Regions from separate parts of the Capra hircus genome. Here region 2 is linked to region 1. A link is a contact called in public Hi-C data. All regions are on one chromosome and are shown on one strand. Each heading gives the region's core, a stretch centred on a gene start, on an enhancer-like site or on the middle of the called end of the contact. The rest is flanking DNA. Distances are from core to core; before and after follow the strand shown.

Region 1 (5,382 bases), core at 2,567-5,066:
CTCCACCTTGAACACAATATGGTACCCACCTGTGAGGGTAGCTGCCAGCCCGTGTGCACAGGCGTTTGGGTTCAGAACCATTGGTCCTGGATTTCCAGCATAAGCGTGACTCAGTGATGACAATCTTCACACCCCTCTTCTAAGTGTATCTTCATGATTCTTGTCCCGCTACCAGCTGGCTCGTTTTCTCTTCATTTCCAAAATCAACTCCCGAAGATAGAAAGATCTAACTTGAATGATCTTTGATCCAGCTGGACCACATCTGACAATACCAGTCAGTCCATGCACGGAGGTCCTGGGCCAAGCATCCTCCTCTGTCCAATCACACGTGGCCAAAGGATGGTGTGGTCAAAACACAGCAAAGTCTGGATGAGCAATGCCTTGAGGACGCTTCTCTCCTTGGAGGCTATGACCACGGCAGTGTTCTTGGCCAGGAATGGTGTGTTTGATCACTCCCATGATCAATGTGTCTGGTAACTTCTCCTGTCCTATAAATAACAGAATAAAATCATAATGATGAGGGACGTGGATGCTAATAATAACTGTGAAGAACTGGCTGGCTTCAGGTTCAGTACCTCTATTCTTGCTGCATCACATGCACTGGCTGTCTCTGAAAGTTGTCAGCTTTAATTTCCTATAAGCCAAAAGGTTAACTGGGTTTGAGAAACTCTGAGGAGAGAGCCTGGATTTAAACACCCCTTTCCCTTGACACAGAGCTCCCAGCTGCTACCCTCATTGTGGGTCGAGTGCCTTTAGAGATGTGAACATTCTCAACTTCTTTCCCTAAGCCTGATGAAGGCCTACTTCCCCTGTCCCTGGGAGAGGGCTGTGAATAGCCATGTGCTGGTATCTCACTTGTTCCTAGCTTAGTCTGTGGTATGGCATCAGCCCACTAAGGCCAACTCCAGAACATCCAGCTTTGAGCCAAAGTGCTTTCAAAAAACCAAAGGTTCATACCTGGGAGGTCCATCTCTGACCAGCCACACATATGGAGTGCTGCAAGCTCTAGCATTAACTCACCGTGTGATTTTTCAGCAAATTGAAAAATACTAGGCTGCCTCCCTTCTTAGTTAAAAAAAAAAAAAAAATCCATAACTAATAGGCTTGACAATGGGAAGGAATCTGGTGAGAAGGGTGGGCTGCACCAGAGCGCCCCCTACTTCAACACGGAGTTTCCCCTGGCCTGACATTGACTCTGGTTGGGCTAAGATATTAAACCAGGGGTGCACCCTCTCCCCCTGGACTGACTGCTTCAAGGTCTAGGACACCATCAGTAAAGTCTAATTCCTTGTTGTATCTGAAGTTGCCTTAGTAGCTCATTTCTCCAAAGTTGTGGGGTCTTTGTTCATTGTGTATTTAATTCACCAACCAAGGACTCTTTCTACCTTGGCTGCCAAACAGTATCTCAAGTCAAAAGTGGCCTCTGGTCTATGTGGACAAACCAAGGTGACTTCTTCCCACTCTGGAGGAGATGTGGCTTAGTGGTTAAGGGCATGCGCTCTGATATTGGATATACTTGGGGCCAAACATTTGTGACCTTGAGTAAGTCATTTAACATTTTTGTGCTCCGTTTCCTACCCTGTAAGATGGGGATGACGATGCTGTAATTTTGCCCCATGGAGAAGTGTGCGAGTTAAACAAGATCTTGCACGTGTAAGCGGTAAACACCCTGCTGTTTTTGTTTTTTGTTTTTCCAGCTAAGTGGGATTTTCCAAGGAGACACCAGAACTTCCCCTAGAAACCTCCTGGGGCTGCCTGCACTTTGAAGCTCTTCTAGGTAAAGGTGGCAGAAACATCATACATCATAGCAGCCACTACAGGGTTCTCTTCACAGATCTGTTCCTCCTGCCTCCCTGGGGGCAATGTCATGGGTTCCAGAGAAGATGGCCAAACGTGACAGCCAACATGGAACCTGCCAGTCTGGACTGGGGCCCCTCACTGTGCGGGAAGTGTGCTGACCACCGGTAGGCGTGAGTGGCCCACCACTCTTCAGTCGGGGTTCCTTTTAGGTGCACTGCTGCTCGATGTCACTGTGCACAGGACTTCAGAGCAGGGGACAGACACGGGGGAGGGGCCCCCACCTCGCCTGCCTCCTGGTCTGTGAGAGTCACGTGGCTCTGAGAAAGTGGCTCAACCGGACAGGCCCCCCAGGTCCTGGCTCCCAGAAACCTAATCCGGGCTCAGCCAGGCTTTTGTTAAATCGCTGATCTAAGAGTCTGGCAAACCCATTAAGAACAGTATCTGGGAGGATTTCTGGACCAAACAGGGCTCCCAGAATCATCGCCCCTGGAAAGGCTGGTGTGTCCAGCGCTTTGCAGTTTGCAGGGCTTTGATGCCCCTCGGGCCAGTCACAGAACAATTCTATGGGGTGGGCAGAGTTTAGAGGAGAGAAAATTCCCTGTGGAGTTTTAAATCTGAATAGCTTTGAGGTCAGCTGCTTCAACCCCTTTGCCATGTAGATGAGGAGAGGAAAGTCCAGAGAGGGCTAGGTGACTAGAGCAAGCAGGGCCAGGCTCAGTCTGGGAGCTCTGTCTCTCTCCCACATCCAGCTGCACCTGATACTGGGAACCCTTGCCTGACTGGGAAGACAGACACCCTGAAAGCCCACACCCAGCTTGTGGCTGCTCTGTGCCTGAGCCCAGGTTGCATGTGGCCTCCCTGACTGCTCAGCAGGTAAAGAATCGGCCTGCAATTCAGGAGTGAAGGAGATGAGGGTTCTATCCCTGGGTCGGGAAGATTCCCTGGAGGAGGAAAATGGTAACCCACTCCAATATTGTTGCCTGAAAAAATCCTGTGAACAGAGAGGAGCCTGGAAGGTTATAGTCCATGGGGCTTCAAAGAGTCAGATACAACTGAGCAACACACACACACACACACACACACACACATACACACACACACACACACACACACACACACACACACCAGGGTCCATCACAACACAGCTTCAGCAACAGTCCTTTGTCGGGGAGAGGGGACAAAGCCAGCCCAGGTGATTGCTCTAGCTTTTAGCTGCCCTCAAGAACCTCCATGAGTCTTCTCAAGTCTTAGACACGGAATGTCAGACTTCAGGCAAGAATTTTTCAACCCGAGGATGAGTCAACCCGGAGCATTCCCTAGCCTGTCCTGCTTTTCCAGGAATCTCCTAAAGTGCTGGAACTTAGGGTGGAACTTGAAAGATCAATCCCTGCTTTTAATCCATCAAGTCTGTTGAGGACAGATGATTTTTTCAGCACTGGACTGGTCGGTACCACTCGAGGGCAGGGGCCGTCCCTTCCTTACTGAAGAACCCCAGGGTCCTTAGCATACAGAGGAAGGGAGAGGGTGGGGGGAGGAGGAAACTTTACAGAGGGGGCTGGGTGCCATTTACACTTTCAATTCCCCCAGATAGGTGGCTGGAGCACTCTCCTGGGTGCCAGAGGCTGGCTGTGCCTGTGGTCTGTCTGGGTGGAGAGGCTCAGGTTGCCCATACAAGCACATTTCCTCAGAAACACATCTGCTCAACCGCATGAAAAACAGCAACTCTGCTGGCTTATTTAGCGTCCATTAAGTTCATATTCAAATGAACATGCGGGAAGGAAAGGGGCGGCGTTACAACAGTGCAGAGGCTGGGAGAGGCATTTAAAATGTATGAAGATCTGTGCACCAGATGTTTGTTTCACCTCAAGAAAATAAAATGATAGAACAACACAGAATGAAATGTCATAACCAAATCTCGGTGAGAGCAGCAAGGGAAAGCTGCTCTGTCTCCTGCTCTGGCTTCTCCCGGTCTACTCCAAGTGCACGTTGCAAAGACTGGCGTGAGTCCAGTCACAGAGTCTCAGCTCTTGGTGTGAGCGGCAGTTATAGCTGAGGCCGTCAGTACACACGCAAGACTATCCGAACTCTTGCACGACACAGACTCTCTTTGCACACGAAGGGTCTCAGCCAGCTGGCTGGTGTTCAGTGGGCTGTGCCAGAGGCAGACATGAATGCTAATGAGTGTGCAGCTGCCCACAGGTCACAGTGCAAAGGGCGGAAGCCCTGGAATGAGTCCCTGGAAGCTCTCTCTGCATTGTGGCATTGGTCAGCTAGCTGGTACCAAGCCTCCTCTCCCAGCAGGAGGGGCTACACCCAAGCTCATGTTCATGCAGACTGAGGCTTCCTCTCTACCACCGCCTCGCTGGAGGCATCACAATGCTCCGGGTAATGCCTGCACATCTCCTCTGCCTGGAGCCCAGGAGCATGTGTCTTCCTTCAGCGACTTGGTGAACCCTGTGAGCCATTCACTCTGATACCAGGAATGATAACAGGATGGGGGAATGTGACAATATCTGCCTGTGTCTTGGGGCTGTCCTTTGGCCTCTTGAGCTTTCCCTCTCCCCAGTTTTCCTTAACTCATGTTATGGGATTTCCTCAAATCCAGTTTCTGAGGGCAAGAATTCAGATAGGACCCACGTGGCAGGACCCCAGGATGAGGGATCTAGTCACTCCTCAGAGCTGCTTCCACCACACTTAGAACCACAAGAGCCTAGTGACAAGGAGCAGCACTTTTAATGCCACCACAAGCCTGGAGGCACAAAGCCAAAGGGCAGGAGTCTCCAAGGAGCCGTGGGGAGGAATTTCTTTAAGTGGTGACCACACAAGGGAAGGAGCTGTGGCTGCTTATGGTGATGCTCCTGAGACAGTCCTCTTCATCTGTCTCTCTGACAAGCCCAGCCTAGCTTGACCTCAACACCCAGCATATCACTGCCTGCTTTATGACTCTTAGTCTCCCAGAAATGGACAATTCTACAGGGTTGCTGGGCTTTTTCTGAAGTCTTTGAGATAACTAGCATTTCTCACTGAGTAAAGTAGATGGCCCTGTCTTCAGGTGAGCTCATGGCCCTGGGGAAATAAGTTATTTCAAATCCTAAAAGATGATGCTGTTAAAGTGCTGCACTCAATATGCCAGCAAATTTGGAAAACTCAGCAGTGGCCACAGGACTGGAAAAGGTCAGTTTCCATTCAAATCCCAAAGAAGGGCAATACCTAAGAATAATCAAACTACCGTACAATTGCACTCATTTGACATGCTAGCAAAACAATGCTCAAATTTCTCCAACCTAGGCTTCAACAGTATGTGAACCAAAAATTTCAGATGTTTAAGCTGGATTTAGAAAAGGCAGAGGAACCAAAGATCAAATTGCCAACATCTGTTGAGTCATAGAAAAAGCAAGAGAATTCCAGAAAAACATCTACTTCTGCTTCACTGACTATGCTAAAGCCTTTGACTGCATGGATCACAACAAACTGTGGAATATTCTTACAGAGATGGGAATACCAGACCACCTTACCTGCCTCCTGAGAAACCTGTATGAAGGTCAAGAAGCAACAGGTAGAACTGGACATAGAACAATGACT
Region 2 (5,386 bases), core at 250-2,749, 280 kb before region 1:
TCCTATAGATAAAATAGATAACCAACAAGGACCCACGATACAGTACAGGGAATTAAACTCAATGTCTTATAATAATCTGTAACAGAAGAGAATATAAAAATAAAAAGAATATATCTATATATGTGTGTATAACTGAATCACTTTACTGTATACCTGAAACTAATACAACATTGTAAATTGACTATACTTCAACAATTTTTTTTTTTAAGACAAGAGATAACAATAACAACAAAAAAAGTCAAAGTACTCTTCAAACCCAGTTGGCCTTTGAAACTTCACAGACAGCGTTGGTTGTAAAGCCACAAAAGGGGCCTAAATAACAGTGGGCGGGGGTGGGGTGGGGGTTGACAAAAGAAATTAGGCAGAGGACTTAACTGATCCCATTCTGGTTCTATATTCTCCATGCTTCCTCTGGTTCTTTTAGGGACTGTATTTGTGAAAGAAATCAGGAATGTGTATCCTTCCTGCCAACAGTGCAGAGAAGGAGCCAGAGGGTGGCGGGGGGGTGGGAGGAGATAATCAGGAACAGGACTTAGCGTAGATTTGACAGCCAGGTTGATTTCTTTCCCGGGCTCAGGAGTTTTTAAAATCTGCTTGCAAGATTGATTTTTACTCTTAGCATACAGAGGGTAAAGTGATTTCCAACCCTGGTTTTTACAACGCTCTAGGGTATTTCCAATGATTACAATGTGTGTCTTTAAAATTCCCCAAACTAAATTAATCTGAATTCACTGAAAAGGCAAATATGACTCAAAAACTTTTTTTGCTTAGTTATTATCTAGTTTACCTTTCTAAAGTGTTTGATACTCCTTGGAATTCTTTCCTGCTGGGGCTCTGTGACAGTGTTACTCAGATGTTTCAGGTCTAACTGCTTGCCTTCCTGGCTGGCTTCTGCTTCTCTTCCAGGCCTCATCTCTGGATCACTAGGAATTCAGCTGAGTTCTTTCCTGAACCCTTTTCTTGGCCCTGCCCCATTCCCACCCCAGGCTCACCCCAAAAGTCCTTCATGAACTCCTCAAGATTTCTAATTCCAGCCTCTAAGAGCTATTTGCTGTATGAAATATCCACCATGGGAAATTCCTCAAGGGCAGCCAGGCTGGGGCTCAGCAGCGATGCTCAAAGATAGAGGAGATCTTGGAAAAGGGGTTAAATCTATCATGACTTCTGGGTTTCTATTAACTCACTTCTAAGGCTGGGTTGGGCTCAACCTAAGCATGTTACATGCATTATGGCATTTAATCTTCACACCACCTCTCCGAGGAAGCATGATTATAGCCATCCTCTACACTTGAGATCTAAGCTAGGCGACAGCAGGCCCTAGATGAAGCAGCTGGGCTGTGAGCCATCACACTCTTCTGTCTGAAGCACTGGTGATCTTATCCTTTATTTCTGGACAAACAGACTGGCTGGATCAGGGCCTGGCCGGAAGGTGAGCCCAAGCCCTACCACGATGCAGAAACAGCCAATCAAAAGGACAGGAACTCAGCTAGGGGGTGTGTGTGTGTGTGTTTTACAGTGACTTACTCTGCATGGATGGTTGTGGTAGAAAGTGAGGTGTCATCACAGGGACAGAAAAATGCACATAGGAATGAACAATTGCTGTCAGAGCTCACACCACCGGTCCCTGCCTACACATACAGCCCTATTCTGACCATAAGACAGGGAGTAAAAAGTGAAACAACCCTTGAAACTGAAACCAGATTATCCATGGCAATTTATTAAATACCAGTGTTTTCAAGGCCTTATTAAAGTTAAGTGTTTAGCGTATTTTCTTATCCTCTGACGTTCCCTTCTTCACTTGTCAGCGCCTGCTGGCAGCAGCTGGAGTAATCTGGCCAGCTCTGCTGTATATGCGAACCAATTTGATTTCCCCCAAAAAGATTAAAAATCAGCAGAGTGATTTACAAATAAGGCATGTCACTGAAAGCACCCACAATAAGAAAGGGTTGAGGAGGACACGCCCTCAGGTCATCACTGACTTCCTTCTACTCAGAGTAAATGGTTCTTTCCCCCCTCATTCTTCTTGCCTGCTCTACTGTATGTGATATTCTGGGCAATCAAAAGACTCCTCCTACTTTTTGAAAAATTCTCTCCTCTTTTGGCTTCCAGCATACTGTCCTTCCGCCAGGTTCCCTTCTTGGCTCATGTATTGGTTCTATAACTGATAATCTGTTCACCCATCCATCTATCCATCCATCCATCCATCCATCTTACAGATGTTTAATGACCCAATATACCACGCATGAGCAAAATGACAGGGCATCTTTGTGCCTGGTTTTACAGTTGAAAATGTTTTTATATTATTTTACTAATTTCTTGCTACAACCATGTGAAGTGGCTGTTAGTACCTCCACTTTAGAGGAAGAAACAGGCTCTGAAAGGATCTGGGATTTACTCATACCAGCATAGCCAGCAGGTGGCAGAGTCTGGACATGAATTCAGGTTTTTCTTGCCAGTAATTCACAATGGTACTCTCTTACATAGTGACTGGTCAAGTAGAATTTCTAAACTAGTCTCATTATTCCTAATGAAATGTCATGATACCTATTCAATGCCTTGTTATTAAAACTGTGGAATAACAGTTCAAAGTCTGGATTCCTACTCTCACAGAGCCTGTAGCCCTGTTGTTATTATTTAGTTGCTAAGTTGTGTCCAACTCTTTTGCAACTCCATGGACTGCAGCCTGCCAGGCTCCCCTGTCCATGGGATTTCCCGGGCAAGAATACTGGAGTGGGTTGCCATTTCCTTCTCCATGGGATCTTCTCGATCCAGGGATCATACCAGTGTCTCCTGCATTGGCAGGTGGATTCTTTACCACTGAGCCACCAGGGAAGCCCATTGTGGCCTAGGAGGGGCGACATGAATTATAAGTTCACACCACAAATGTTTTTTTTAAGGTATGAGGGAGAGTGGACCAAGTTACGACAATCAGGAAGTCTTCTAAGAGGAGGTAATCATTAAAATGCATTCTGAAGGATGAGTCAGTTTCAGGAAGAGGGGATGAAAGAAAATCATACACAGAGAAGGAAAAGCATGTGCAAGGGCCCCCTGGCAGGAATACCCAGTGTGCTGAGATTTTGAAGGCCAGTTTGACTGGCACAGAGAGACTGAAAGGAAGCCCGGCACAGGATGTAGTTCAGACCACACAAGACTTTGTAGCCATGATAATGGTTTTTACTTTTAGCTTCAGAGCAATGGGAAGACACAAGGCAGGAGAATGATATGATTAACTTTTCTGGTTCTCACTTCTGTGTGCAGAATGAATTGCAGAGGAACAAGAGTGGAAGCAGGGAAAAACAGCTGGCGGGCTTTTGCAGTTGTCCAGGCGAGAGGTGATGATAGCTTGGACCAGGGTGGTGGTGGTGGTGGACATGGAGAGAGGAATCCCATGGGTGCCCCCTGTTCTGCTCCAGCCCATTTTCTCCCTAAACCCTGCCACCAGAATGTGCTCACGAATTTGCAGTACATGGAAGCTTGTCCACACTTTGGGGCTCGGCGGGAGTCTCCTCTTCCAGGAAGCCTTCTCCAGGCAATGCCAGTTCTCTGAGATCTTTCAGAAGTTGAGTCTATCTTCTGTATCATTCATTCACATCTGCTTCTTCTCTATGGCTTGGATGTCCTCTGGTCCATTCCTGAAGATGCCTTCATTTCTCTTGTCTTGCTTTCTCCCTTTAGAAAGTAAATGCTTTGTTGGCATTTGCTGAATGGTATCAACAGGGCTCCTTTGGAAATTACATTTGTAAATGATTATTCATGCCAATTGCCTTTTTTTCCCCCTAAATTAAACACTGGTTACTTTAAATCTGTCTTCGTGATCTCGTTCTATCAAAACGTATGTCCCCATTTTTCTATTCTTTCCTTTCAACTCTTTTCCATATATTTCCTAGTAGAAAGCAGCTTCGGGGGAATGAAGTAGGGGCGGGGGGCAGGAGTGTAATTAAACAGGGGCTATCTGACCAGAATTCCTATACCTTTTAATGGGGTATTTGATTAATTCTTTCCACAGGCACCATTATTCATGCCTTGATGGAATCTCATTTTATAGCCCTTAATACATGGACCCAATTTATCCACATCACATTGTATTCTAATACTTGTCATCCAAGTTATTAGCTATCTCCTTCTCAGTGTAAAATCATCAGCAAGTTTGATTAGCTTATTCCCTGGGGATGATGGGGGAGATAAGAAGAGACATAGTACAATATGACCACCAACAGTTCCGCATCCTCAAGAGCAGACAGCTAAGCGGAATCCACTTACGGAGCTGGGGTGGCTGCGTAAGCATCTGTCCTCGCCCTCATGGGAAGTTATCTGTGTGGTACCCAGGAGCCACAGCCACAAAGGGCTGGCCACTGTCACACCTGGTGGTACTGAGCCATTATCCTGAGTGGGATCAATTCAGTAAAAAGGAACAAGGTTTTTCCCCCTCCTGCTACATAACACCCCCTGCCTCCCAAACCTCATAGCTGAGAGGCACAGCTCGGAAGCTCCTCTTTATTCCAGAACACCACTGCAGCCTGAGACACCTGTTCTTCCCCTTCTGGGGACCTGGTGGGCAGACCATCTACAAGGAGACACAGCATGCTGTGTATTGTTCTCTCATCAGTGCAGAGTTGGTTCTAAGCAGCCAGCCCCTCCTAACTCTTCTCTGGAACCAAGCCTGAGCCTTGGGACTCAGAGGTGGCTTCATTCCTTTCTAAGTGAGAGAGAAGGGGCCTGCGTGGCACCTACAGGACAGTGGGATCAAAGCCCACAGAGCGTTTCGAATGCCTCTTCCCCTCCCCCCCCAACCTGTCCTCAACTCAGTCAGGCAAAACCCCCAGAGCTGGCTCCCACCAGCTCCTTTGGAAAGCTCCCACCGCCTTTCAGCAAAGGCCCTTTAGCAATCACCCTGGTGTTCTCCTGACCCAGCAAGAGGAGGATGAATGGGGCTTTCTCTTTGTGGTGGCACTCCTTCAGGAGGTGGAGCCTCGCCACCCTCCTTTCACATGTGGGCTGGGCATCGTGACTCGTTCCTAAAGGACGGAATCAAGCAGGGGTGACTGACAGTGACTCGCTTCTGAGATGAGCTCATCAATGGCATTTTGACTCCCCTTCCTGGTCCTCAGGTTGTTGGTTCTGAGGGCAGTGAGCCTCTGCACGGTCAGCAGCCCGAGGGGGAGGCCTAAGGTGCTGAGAGCGAGGGACCAAGGCCTCTGGCCAACAGCCAGGTGACTGAACCACCTGGGAAGTGGGTCTGCTCACACCCCCAAGCCTTCAGACGACAGCAGTTTTGAACGACAGCCTGGTGGCAACCTCATGAGAGACTCTGAGCCAGAACCACCCAATTAAGCCACTTCCACATCTTGACCATAAATATTGTTTATTTTATGATGCTAAATGTTGG

Evidence for each region. Hi-C and Micro-C count contacts between places; a contact is called where the count stands out from the background.
Region 2: a contact with region 1 is called in a Hi-C map of blood, with 5 times the contacts expected there. The contact joins two enhancer-like sites. A contact is called at or near these places in 3 of 5 Hi-C or Micro-C datasets (all in blood).

What each region holds. Positions count from the first base shown.
Region 1 is chr4:73,180,110-73,185,491 of ARS1.2, reverse strand. No RefSeq gene overlaps it. Among named protein-coding and RNA genes, the nearest start is that of SYPL1, 65 kb to the right of the region's middle. Within about 2 kb of position 3,816, at least 1 of the 5 cell types and tissues checked has an H3K27ac peak or open chromatin away from gene starts, as enhancers often do.
Region 2 is chr4:73,460,049-73,465,434 of ARS1.2, reverse strand. The region is part of intron 3 of ATXN7L1 (ataxin-7-like protein 1); the gene reads right to left. Among named protein-coding and RNA genes, the nearest start is that of ATXN7L1, 120 kb to the right of the region's middle. Within about 2 kb of position 1,499, at least 2 of the 5 cell types and tissues checked have an H3K27ac peak or open chromatin away from gene starts, as enhancers often do.